Regions from separate parts of the Mus musculus genome. Here regions 2, 3 and 4 are each linked to region 1. A link is a contact called in public HiCAR-type and HiChIP or PLAC-seq data. All regions are on one chromosome and are shown on one strand. Each heading gives the region's core, a stretch centred on a gene start, on an enhancer-like site or on the middle of the called end of the contact. The rest is flanking DNA. Distances are from core to core; before and after follow the strand shown.

The links. HiCAR-type assays count read pairs that join an accessible place to other places. HiChIP or PLAC-seq counts read pairs in DNA pulled down with a chosen protein or histone mark.
Region 2: an H3K4me3 HiChIP or PLAC-seq map of embryonic stem cells shows a contact between it and region 1, with 5 read pairs. The contact joins the promoter of Rad52 here to the promoter of Zfp9 in region 1. A contact is called at or near these places in 1 of 39 promoter capture datasets (hippocampal neurons) and 1 of 115 datasets of contacts at active chromatin or transcription factors (embryonic stem cells).
Region 3: a contact with region 1 is called in a HiCAR-type map of astrocytes, with 3 times the contacts expected there. The contact joins the promoter of Wnk1 here to the promoter of Zfp9 in region 1. A contact is called at or near these places in 1 of 39 promoter capture datasets (hippocampal neurons) and 1 of 115 datasets of contacts at active chromatin or transcription factors (astrocytes).
Region 4: a contact with region 1 is called in an H3K4me3 HiChIP or PLAC-seq map of forebrain, with 8 times the contacts expected there. The contact joins the promoter of Kdm5a here to the promoter of Zfp9 in region 1. A contact is called at or near these places in 3 of 39 promoter capture datasets (the 3T3-L1 cell line, cranial neural crest and hippocampal neurons), 2 of 115 datasets of contacts at active chromatin or transcription factors (astrocytes and forebrain) and 1 of 9 other capture datasets (embryonic tail).

What each region holds. Positions count from the first base shown.
Region 1 is chr6:118,478,002-118,480,701 of GRCm38.p6, forward strand. It overlaps Zfp9 (zinc finger protein 9), which reads right to left and starts at 1,272. Exons shown (of 6, transcript NM_011763.2): 1 at 1,205-1,272.
Region 2 is chr6:119,901,407-119,904,106 of GRCm38.p6, forward strand. It overlaps Rad52 (RAD52 homolog, DNA repair protein), which reads left to right and starts at 1,292. Exons shown (of 12, transcript NM_001166381.1): 1 at 1,292-1,429.
Region 3 is chr6:120,037,404-120,040,103 of GRCm38.p6, forward strand. It overlaps Wnk1 (WNK lysine deficient protein kinase 1), which reads right to left and starts at 1,252. Exons shown (of 28, transcript NM_001199084.1): 1 at 1-1,252. The coding sequence starts at 229.
Region 4 is chr6:120,362,719-120,365,418 of GRCm38.p6, forward strand. It overlaps Kdm5a (lysine (K)-specific demethylase 5A), which reads left to right and starts at 1,381. Exons shown (of 28, transcript NM_145997.2): 1 at 1,381-2,060. The coding sequence starts at 1,896. It also overlaps a transcript of Ccdc77 not described here.

The sequences.
Region 1 (2,700 bases), core at 22-2,521:
CTCCGGTCAAGCCTTGACAGCCACACAACAGGTTTAGATCCCTGTAATTGACTGGCCTCTCAAAACAGGCTGAAACAGGGGGGTGGGGTGAAATTAAATTACATCTTAATGAACTGTTGCATGGCTGCCAAATCTAGCTTTGAAACAAATGAAGCTTTGAAACAAAATTACCTTCAAAAATAGCAATTTGAAGCCACATGGAGTGAGGCACACTTCTAGCCCCAGCACTGTAAAGGCCGAGGCAGGCAGATAGCAAGATTAAGGCTGGTTTAAGCTATAGAACGAGAGCTAGACCAGCTTGGACTACATAGTGAGACATTATTTCAAATAAATACATAAATAAAGTCATTAATTAATTAGACAACAGTTTTAGTACCATATTCCCTAAAAAGGTATATCGTGTATATAGATTAAAAACAAAAACAAACAAACAAAAAACCAAATGCTTAATTCCAGTCAGCCGGGTGCATACCAAAGGCCTAATGTATAAGGCCAGATACAAATGCGCCAATCATCAGCCTTAGGAAATCTCCTTCGTAACAGAGAACACAAATGAACAACAGTTCTCATCTTTTAGATCTGTCTCTGCTGGACGGGGTGGCACACACCTGTAAACCCAGCATCCTGGAGGCTGAGGCAGGAGTTTCAACAGCTCCAAACTAGTCTGGAGCTCCAAGGCCAGATCGACACCCCACCCCCAATCTGTTTTACTTCTATTCCCTTAGAGGGTGAGTGTATATAATTCCCAGATTCTCAGGAAAATTTAATACTGAAAGACCTTTTTTTAAAAAGCAATACTGTACTTCCAAATAACTGTTCAACAGTCTAACAAAGGATAGCTGAGGGATATGGGGAGGGAGAGCCTTAATTAATCTCTCACACTAAGGGATCCAGAGGAGGCTGGAGGAGTTTTAGGAATAGAAGACTCCAGGTATGATCAAGTATGCTTCAAGGCTGTGTCCTCAGCGGCTGCACGGAAAGCAGACGCAGACAGGACTGCGTGGAAGAGACAAGCCCGGCAGAGTTAAACAATAGAGGATTACGACCACCCGCAGGTACTGGGTAAACCAAACAGCCTCTGTGAACAGCTTTGAGGGGCCCAGATGAAAGGACCTGGCTCTGCTGGAAAAGCAGCAGCCCGCCCTGCTTGTTCCACAGCACTCTGCAAGACTGCCCTGCTCCGTGCGCCCTGAGCGATTCTCACCTCGGTGACAGCGGCCTCCGCTGCAGATGCCCGGGGATGGCTGAGAAGCGGGAGGACGCCGACGTGGCGGGAGGACAAGGCGAGTGGGTGCCACGTCACCCGGGCGGTGGCTCAGACCCGCCTGCCTCCCGCTGATGTCCCCTCCTCTCCCCTCCCCTTCCCTCCCCTCCCCTCCCCTCCTCAGCCCGCCCAGCGCGCTCCTCCCGCCGCCGCCCCACAGGATCGCGTGCTCGCTCGCCCGCCCGCCCGCCGCAATCGGAGAACCCCTCAAATCGGGGGATGCCGCGGGGCTCGGTGTCCCCCGCAAGACGAAGGACAAAAGTTCCTCAGCTGACAGGCGAGGGCTCTGCCCATGCGCCTAACGGCCCTCCTTTCTGGACTACGCTTTCCAGAAGCCTCCGCGATGACTCCGTGTGTGATCACGTTATGAAGTTTGGCTCTGAGTACCTCACTGTTGAGCGCTGCGCTGCTTCCCTAAGGCCTGATCTTTAAGGGGATGATTGAACAAGCAATGGGCACCCTGCGGAGTTAGACAGAAGGCCGTCAGAGGGTGCGCAGTGTGTACGGTGGGGTAGCTTAAATACTTGAAGTTTACATCCAAGGAGCTTGCAATTTTGTCTTAGGATTACTACCTTTCAAAACTATGTAAACGATAACACGAAACGCGAGAAACTAAAAAAATATGTACAGTATATATAAACCAAAAGAATACACCAAGTAAAGTGCCCTACATGTTAGTCCCCGCCTCCCCCTGGCCAAATTTTTAAAGTTGTATCCTACCGATGCAGAATGCCATTCTTATCCTCTCACTAAGAACGATGTCCTGAATATGTAAAACAACTTGTATATGTCCTTGGCCATAACTTTAGTCCGCACTGTACTAACCTTAGAAATATGGAAATATTACATTCTTCATACGAAAGTTACAATTTTTACACATAAATGTATACATATAGCATATATGGTGCCAGAGCTTTTAAGATCAACGACTGAGCCCCGGGCAGCCATAAGGACTCAGACTCATTGACTGGTCCTCAAAAGGCCAACTTAAGAGACAAGGGGACCAAACAGCCTGCAAGGTTCAGGATAAAGGTATTGTTGGCACAGAAACACAGCTCTTGCCTCTAAGGGGATAACTCTAAGGGGTTATTGTGAACTGAACATAATGATGGTCCTGGAACATAGACTTAGGGCACCCCAAATTTCCTTTTCCAACGTGCAAGCTGCTTCCCGGGGCTGTTTTATTTTGTGTATATGGGTTTGGGCCTGCATGTCTGTGTATCATGTGGGAGACATGCATGATGAAGCCAGAAGGGGGCATCTGATCCCTTGGAACTGGAGTGACGATCAGTCGTGAGCCATAATGTGGCACTGGGAAATGAACCCCTGGTCCTCTGGAAGTGGACCCAGCACTCGTCACCTCTGCCCCATCTCTTTGGTCCCTTCACAGAGCCTTCAGAGTAATAGAACAGAAGAAGTCATCAATGAGGACACTC
Region 2 (2,700 bases), core at 42-2,541, 1.4 Mb after region 1:
AAGATTTGTTTTTATTTATATGTATACATGTTTTGTGTGTCTGGGCAAATGAGTGTCGTATGTTTACGGTGCCTTCAGAGGCCAGAAGAGAGCACTGGGTCCCCTTGAACTGTAGTTACAGGTAGTTGTGAGTCCCCTAATTTGGATGTGGGGAACCTAACTCAGGTTCTCTGAAATAGTACGTGCTCTTAAACTGTGGAGCGATCTCTGTAGCCGTAGATGTTCAGGTTCTCCTCCCCTGTCGTTGGGATTGAGTCCATTACTTCCTACATGCCAGGCAAGAGTCCTACTACTAAGCTATAATGCCAACCCTCTTTTTACCTAGACAGGTTTTAAGCCCAGGCTGTCCTTGATTTTGGGATTCTCCTATCTCAGCTTCCCCAGTAGTTTGAGTTACAGGTCTGTGCCACCAGAATGGAAATTTGGTACTCTTGCATCGGCCAGTAGCACAGTTTCAAATGATGTTTTTCTTTTCTTCGAGACAGAGTTTCTCTGTGTAGCATCCTCGAACTCAAGACATCTGCCTGCCCCTGTCTCCTGGGTGCTGGGATTAAAGATGTGGCCACCACTGCCCTGAGAAAGAGTCTTTCCTTTTTGTGCAAGTAATGGGCAAGTTGAGTGACCAGCTAATTCCAGAAACAGAATTCTGAGTTTCTCTTGTAGCTAGTGTCATTGTCCTGTTATCTTGGTCTTGTCAGTATGGACCCTACAATGTGCTAAAGGACTTTCGATTTATTTATTAACTGCATCTGACTCCGTGTTTCTGGGAAGATTAGTTAAGTCAACCATCTAGGAAAACACGAAAGATCCTGGATATAGTGGCCATATAATGAATTGGTTAAATTGCAACAATCTGAAGGCCTGACCATTAAAAACAAAAAGTTCTCAGTATATAAACTACACATTGGAGACGTAGATCTGTTGTAAAGCAGAAAACATCATAAACTGAGATCAGTCTGTGTTTAACTTGGAGTGATGCCTAAAGTGTAACTGTCATCCAGTTAGTTCCGGTTGAATTTCAGGGGAAATCCCACTGGCTGCCAGGGTCTCAGAGTTTAAAAGCACACCGAGGAGAGGTTGGCTCCGGGCGTCACCCAGCCGGGTCACACCAGGGACCCTCGCAGGGCGCCTACGGAAACCGAAGCGGCTTGCTGCGGCTGCGGGAAGGCTGATCGCCGCGGGCGGTGAGATAACAGCCCAAGAGCGCTCAGGATGCTGAGTCCTCCGCCGCTTCCAGTTCGCGACTTGATTTGCGACAGCCTGCTTTGCGGCTCTCGGCGCCTTCTGACTTGACTTACGGCCTTTCCTTCTGTTTTTCTTTGGGCGAGGACTCTGAGCTTGCAGAGTCTCCATTCCTTCTGCGAGGCCCTCTCCGGCTTCCCGGCAGGCACCCGGACCGAGCTCCTGCGTGCACCGCGTTCCGAAGCGCGTGAGTGAGGACGGTCCTCGCCGGGGTGGTTCTAGCGGGGTCGGGGAGCGTGGGGCCTTTCGGATTCGGGCGGCTGCTGGACACGCCCGGCACGGGGGCGTCTCCACCGGGGAGGCCGAGCCCTGAAGCCCCCACGGTTGCGCTGGATCTGGAGGGAGGCGCCTGGTCCGGGGTTGCTGACCGCGTGCTCGGGAGCACCGTGCGACACGCGCGCTGACTGTTAACAGGACTGTCTAGGACAGGGTGAAGTCGGAGGGAGTCGGTGGGGCTGAGAAGAAACTGTGGACTTGAGGAGTTTGACATTCAGGGTAGCCTTTCTGGACTTTGAAAAACGAAGCGTGCATTAGTACGGTTAAATTCACTCCTCGGGGGTGTACAGTTCTCTGGTTACTCATATGCTTGGGGGTTGTGTAACCCCTAGCAACATCGAATTCCATAACATTTTCATCACTCCTAAATAAATCCAGAAGCCACAGTTAGCTCTCCCTCTCACTTTTCCCGTCATCCTAGGACCCCCGTCTGCTTTGTCAGTGAACCTGTTTCACTTGTATGAAATACAGTACTTTGTGTGGGTTTCGGTGGGATCTGTTCCGCAGAATAAAGTTCCGATGTTTGTATCTCGTTTGAATTATCCATCAGTTGATTAAGTTGATGGTCATCTAGGCTGATTCCCCTACATGGCCATCTCAATATTGCTTCTTTAATAAGACCTGGACAATTAACAGCACCAGTTGACATGCCAACTTGGATTGGGGGAGGGGTCTTAAAGGGCCCCGCCCTTAGATGAAGAGCTATACGCAATTAATGACTGTCAGAAAGGGAGAATGGCTTTCCCAGAGATGAACCCCCTAATGGATTACCCAGTACCAAGTGATCAGCCCTAAAATTGTACATGTACATGCTACATTAAACAGACTTAGGGGTTATATTTATTTATTCATATATGTATGTCTCTGTTGTCTGTGTAAAACAAAACAGAAAAAGGCTATGAAGTTGAGAGAGGGATATGAGGGATTGGAGGAGAGAGAGAGGAAATGATGTGAATTATATTTTATTTAAAAAACTGGCTGCTGCTCTTCCCAAGGACCTGGGTTCAATTCCCACCACTCACATGGTGGCTTACAACTGTCTATATCTCTAGTTATAAGGGATACCTTCTTCAGTACTTGTGGTGCACAGATAAGCATGCAGGCAAAACACACATACTTATATAATACAAACATTAATTTTTTTTTTTTTTTTTTTTTGGTTTTTTCAAGACAGGGTTTCTC
Region 3 (2,700 bases), core at 2-2,501, 1.6 Mb after region 1:
ATCGGTGCTCCGTGGGGGTGGTGGTGGCGGCCGCCCCACGACTGTCCTTGTCCATAGTGTGCCGGCGGCGCCGATATTCCTCCGTCCTGCCAACTCCCGAGTCGGCGACCGTAGCCCCCAGTTTCTCGCCCACGGAAGAATCGGAGCTTGAGCCATTCTTGGGGACGGGCGCCGGAGGCGTAAGGAAGCCCGGAGTGCCGCTTTGCTTCTCGGCGGCACCGTCAGACATGGTCGGTCCGATGGAGTGAAGAATGCGGGCTCGGATTTATGAATGAAAAGGGAAAAGGGTGACCCGGAGAAGCCACCAAGAAGTGCTGGGCAGCGCTCCTACGGCGGGCTCCGAACCACCGGACGACTCCCACTCAGCACTGACAAGGCGCCCCGAGGGCGACGCGGGACACTGAGTCCGGCTGCTGCGGCGGCTGCTGCTGCTGGCACCGAAGCTGCTGCGGCTCACGGGGCGGGCTCGTCGGCGGGCTAGGAGGGAGCGGAGCCACGGGGGTTAGCGCCGCACAGTCCGCATCCATCCTGCAGCGAGCGGAGGCCGGTAGGGCTGGGGCAGCAGAAGCGCCGCAGTCATGAGGAGCAGGGCGCGGAATTGGCTCCTGGGCGAGAGGATGCGACCCAAGTGAAGACGGCTAAGCTCCCTCCGCTGCCGCTGCCGCCGTCGCCGCCCGCCCGCCGAGCACGGCGGGATAGGCCCTGAGGGCGGAGGCACAGCGCGCGAGGGACGAGCCCCGACGCCGGGCGGTGGCAGCCCGGGGCACAGGAGTGGGAGGGGCCGCGCAGGGGAAGGAGGGCCGCGGCCCGGGTTCCCGGTCGCTCGCTCGCTCGCTCGCTCGCTCGGCCGCCGCCTCAGGCAGCACGCGCCCCGGAGAGGGGACCAGTCTCAGAGGGCGCCCATCACTAGATGCTGAGGGCCGAAGCCTCGAAGCCTCGAAGCCTGAGGAGCGGCCCCCCCCGTCCCCGAGGCCTCCCCGCCCGCCCCGGGCCTGGCGAACCTCTTCCCCTCTCTGGCCGGCGCCGGGGGCAGAGGAGGGAGGGAACTGTGGGGAGGGGAGGGCCGCTCACCGCGGGGCCCGGGCTCCGCTACTTCTCTGGCCAGGAGGAGAGGAGACCGAAAGAACTGGGAGGAGGGGGAGAGGGAGAGAAAAAGAGCAGTCACCCCACTAGGCGCCTTCTGTCAGCGAAGAAGGGAGTACGGAATAGCCGAGCAGAAGGAGCGCGTCCGCCCGGGAAAACTCTCCGCTTTAAATGGCGCCGATGTCTGAAGCCTCCACACAGCCCGCTTGGACCCCGCCCCCCGCCGCCCGGGGCGGCCCCGCCCACATCGCGCTCGGGGGGCTCTCGCGCAGGCGTGCCGAGCTCGAGGCACGATGGGATTTGTAGTTTCGCGGTGAAAACCGTGAAAGGAACCCGGGAGGAACGCGCCTACTACTTCCGTGATGCCCTGCGATTGCTCTAGCCTGGTGCCTCCTGGGAATTGTAGTTCCTTTTTTTGAAAACCGCCCCATCTGAAAGCCTGATGGGAGCGTCATCGTGGGTCGCTCAATTCCGTTCCAAACTCAGTGCTCGCTATCAAAATCATTATTTAGGAATCAATTGCAAAAGAAGAGAAGAAAGGAGAAGAAAAGAAAGGAGAGAATGAGAGACTTCCGTCATGTTCTGCTTAGATAGCTCGTAGAGCTGCCATGCAATGAAAAATGATGTTGTTCGTCTTTAATGGAGAGCCTCCTTAGTGTTGTGACTAGGGGTGTGGGAGTGGAGAAGGAGGTAAAGCTGAATAACCTGAGCCTGAATTCGAAGACTCCCAGAAAACTTTGTGAAGAGTGCACATACCATCACTGTTGATTAGATGGGTGAGGGTAAACAAAATATATTCCATCCTTCTCTTCTTCACAACAACTAAAGCCGCATGCTCATCTCCAGTTTCCAAACAAGTACTTTGGCTGCAAAGATGGGCTGCCTACTAAATAAAACCCAGGATCAGAGCGAACCTCTTTGCTTTGCCGGAAACTTAACGGGAACGGGAGGTGTAGGGGGCGGGGAGAGGCGGGTGACAAGCATGGGAGGAGGTCGAGTTCGAAGATATTCTACATCTTTAATCTTTGATTACAAACTTGAGAGGACATAGTTGACTTTTGCCTCTATATTTGAGTAAAAATTATTTTCCTTTTGTTTTCTTATACCCTGCCTCGGTGGCTCAGTAAAACATCCCCTTTCTGTACTACACTTGCATATGTACACATATGTAATTTATACCAAGGCGCGGATCTCCGGAAACCTAGATCCGTGCAGTTTACAGTAATGGAATTCTTCTCTTCAAAATATCTTTAGTGCTTCCTGGACCACCTTTGCTACTACGTAAGATTATAGTTGTGATGAGCACCAGGGGGCACCAGACAGAGTAGGAAACCAAATTTATGAGCCAGATGGCAGTTACAAGTCTTAACCCAACCGGTGAGAGCGGGAAGCGCTTAAACGTACGCAACCGCACCCGAGCGTGAATACGCTGCAGTCGCAGCCCAGGACTGGAGCGAGCTCTGAAGCGCGTTTTCCTTGTCCAAGACTATATGAGAGGATCTCTGAGTGATTTGGAAGCGGCTAAACGGAAGATTCCTTGACTCAGTGTATCTAGATAAACTTCGCATAGAGAAGTCTTGCTATACAATTAATATTAACTTATCAGAAACGTTTAAA
Region 4 (2,700 bases), core at 131-2,630, 1.9 Mb after region 1:
CTTGTTATAAAATATTTTAGTAATTGTATATAATTCATCATACCTTCCTATGTCCATTTTTTCTCTGTATATCACTTTTTCCCTTTTTTCTTTAAGCAAGAAATGGAGACTATACTGGAGTTACAGCTCAGGACACATTTACCTAATATGTTCAAGGACTTGGGTTCAATTTCTAGTACAGAAAGTAATTGAACAAACTAGCCTGAGTCCATTTCCTTGCATTCCTGATCCTGACTAGCAGAATAGAACCTTTATTTATGAGTCAGCGTTTTACCTGATAGCCACCCCCCCACTCCAACCCCCCCAGCCTTTGATTACTTAATGTGTGAATTTGTAGATGAATGTATGTGGACCTGGCGTGAAGGTGAGGTCAGCTTTCAGTTCTCTCCTTTAACCATGGGGTTCCAGGAATCAAACTTAGGATTTCAAGCTTGGTGGCAAGTGCCCTTCACAGCTGAGCCACTGTTCTGGCCCTTACCCCGTATTCTTGACCATTCTGGAACTCGATAAGTGTACCATGTGGCCTTATGGTGCTCTTTCTACATCTCCTTCCCCAGAATTGAGTTTATAGTCCTGAGCCACCACACAGGGATTTTCCTTACTTACAAGGTCTCCCGTAGCCTAATCAGGCCTCAAATTCATATGCAGCTCGAACTGCCCCTAAAGCATCTACCTTCATCACCATAAAGGTATATGGATGTGGAGGGCACAGGATAACTTTGGAGCCGGTTCTTGCCTTCAACCTTGTAGAGTCAGGCTTAGACGCATAAAGGAACTGTAGGACCGTATACCAGAAACGTGGCTTTTTTTTTTTTTAAACCAGCCATTGCTGATCGGAACTCTATGCGTGTGCAACTATGCCCGGCCTTCCAAGTAGAGGTTTCTGACAAGGTGACCAGTTTCATACCAAACTGAAATGGGTTGGTTACAAAGCAAGCGTTTTCAGGCCCTGCTTACTACTCAAATACGGTTTCGGGATGGCTGCCAACAGCTAGACTAGCAAGGCCAGGCCCTCTATGGGTAGGTTCCCAGTGTCGTGAGAAAAAGCAAGTCGCAGCTGGTGGTGAAGGCCGGCCCATGTAATGACGGAATTGGGCTGAAACCTATTGGTCACGGAGAAGCGAGAAACCCGTACGAAGGCGACCGAGCGAAACGAGTTGTACAAGACTAGCATTCGAAAGAAGGAAACGGAGACGCGGAAACTCGGCCAAGAGTTCGTCACTTGTCCAAACCTAGACAACGATGTTAAAAACAGGTCTCGGAGAACGAACAAACCCGGCCGACTAGCCACGGAGGGGCCCACCTTGCGTTCGTGTCCCCACCCCCGACACAAAGAGGAACCGGAAGCCCCTTACCGGAAGCAGTACCTCTGCTCTCCGAGGCATTACACATTCCTCCGCGCGCCGGAAGCGCGCGTTCCACCTTGCGGGGTAGCTTTTCCCTCGCCTCTCCTCGAGAGAGGTCGCGGCGCCTTGAGGGGCCGCGCACCCGGGGTGGACGGAGGGCGCAGAACTTTGACAGGCAAGCTGTGAGAAAACAAAAAACCAAAATAAAACAAAAAAGCTCCGCCGGCCGTCATGGAAGGGAGCGAGGAGAGAAGACCCGACTAGACGTGGCGGCGGTGGGATTTTGTTTCCTGCGGTGGCGGACTGATTTAGCAGCACGTTAACTTCCGGGAGCGTCCTGCCCCTGAGAGGAAAAGCCCTGAAGGAAACAATAACAAACGAGCGGAGGGAGAGCGGCTGGCGCTCCTGTGAGGACTCGTTCTCGTCCTAAGAAGATGCGCTGCGGCCCCAGTGCGGGGACGTGAGAGGGCTTTGGTGGCCGTCAGCCAAGCCTTTCCTCGCTTGTGCACCTCAGGCCCCCCTGGCTTTTTATTTTATTTTTTGGTGACCATGGCGTCCGTGGGCCCGGGGGGCTACGCGGCGGAGTTCGTGCCACCGCCCGAGTGCCCGGTCTTTGAGCCCAGTTGGGAGGAGTTCACAGACCCGCTGAGTTTTATCGGGCGCATCCGGCCCTTTGCGGAGAAAACGGGCATCTGCAAAATCCGGCCACCCAAGGTAGCGTCGCCTGAGGGCGGGGACGGGGGGCGTGCTGGGGCGGCGGGACGGTCCTCCTCCTCCCCGTGGCTTTCCTCTTTGGGGGTCTTCCGTGCTCTCCGGGGGCCCCTCCCTCCTCTCTTGGTGTCCCGAGGCCACTTTTGAGGATGTTTTTTGCCCTGGTTTCTGAACGCAGTTTCACGTCCACTTTGACATTTTATTTGATCGCGTGTGAGTGTGTGTGTGTGTGTGTGTGTGTGTGTGTGAGAGAGAGAGAGAGAGAGAGAGAGAGAGAGAGACAGACAGACAGAGAGACAGACAGACAGAGAGAGGGAGAGAGGGGAGGAGAGCGAGAGAGCGCTCGCGGAGGGGTCAGAGGACATTTTGTAGGAGTCGATTCTCTTCCTGCGTTGTGGGGGTTGTGGGTCTCCGGGCTCGAACTCAAGATTGTCAGGCTTTGGCCTGACGACTGGGCCATCGCATCGCTTCTCAGGTCCCCCTTCAAAAGACAGAAAGAGGTGTCTCTGGGACCTTTTCCTTCCCAGAACTTATTGGGCACGGATATTGTAGTGTGGATTGGAGGTAAGGATAACAAAAGGCTTCAGGCCCTTCCTAGGGAAAGGCGTTTGAAGTGTCCTGTCATCAGCTCACGCACCATCTT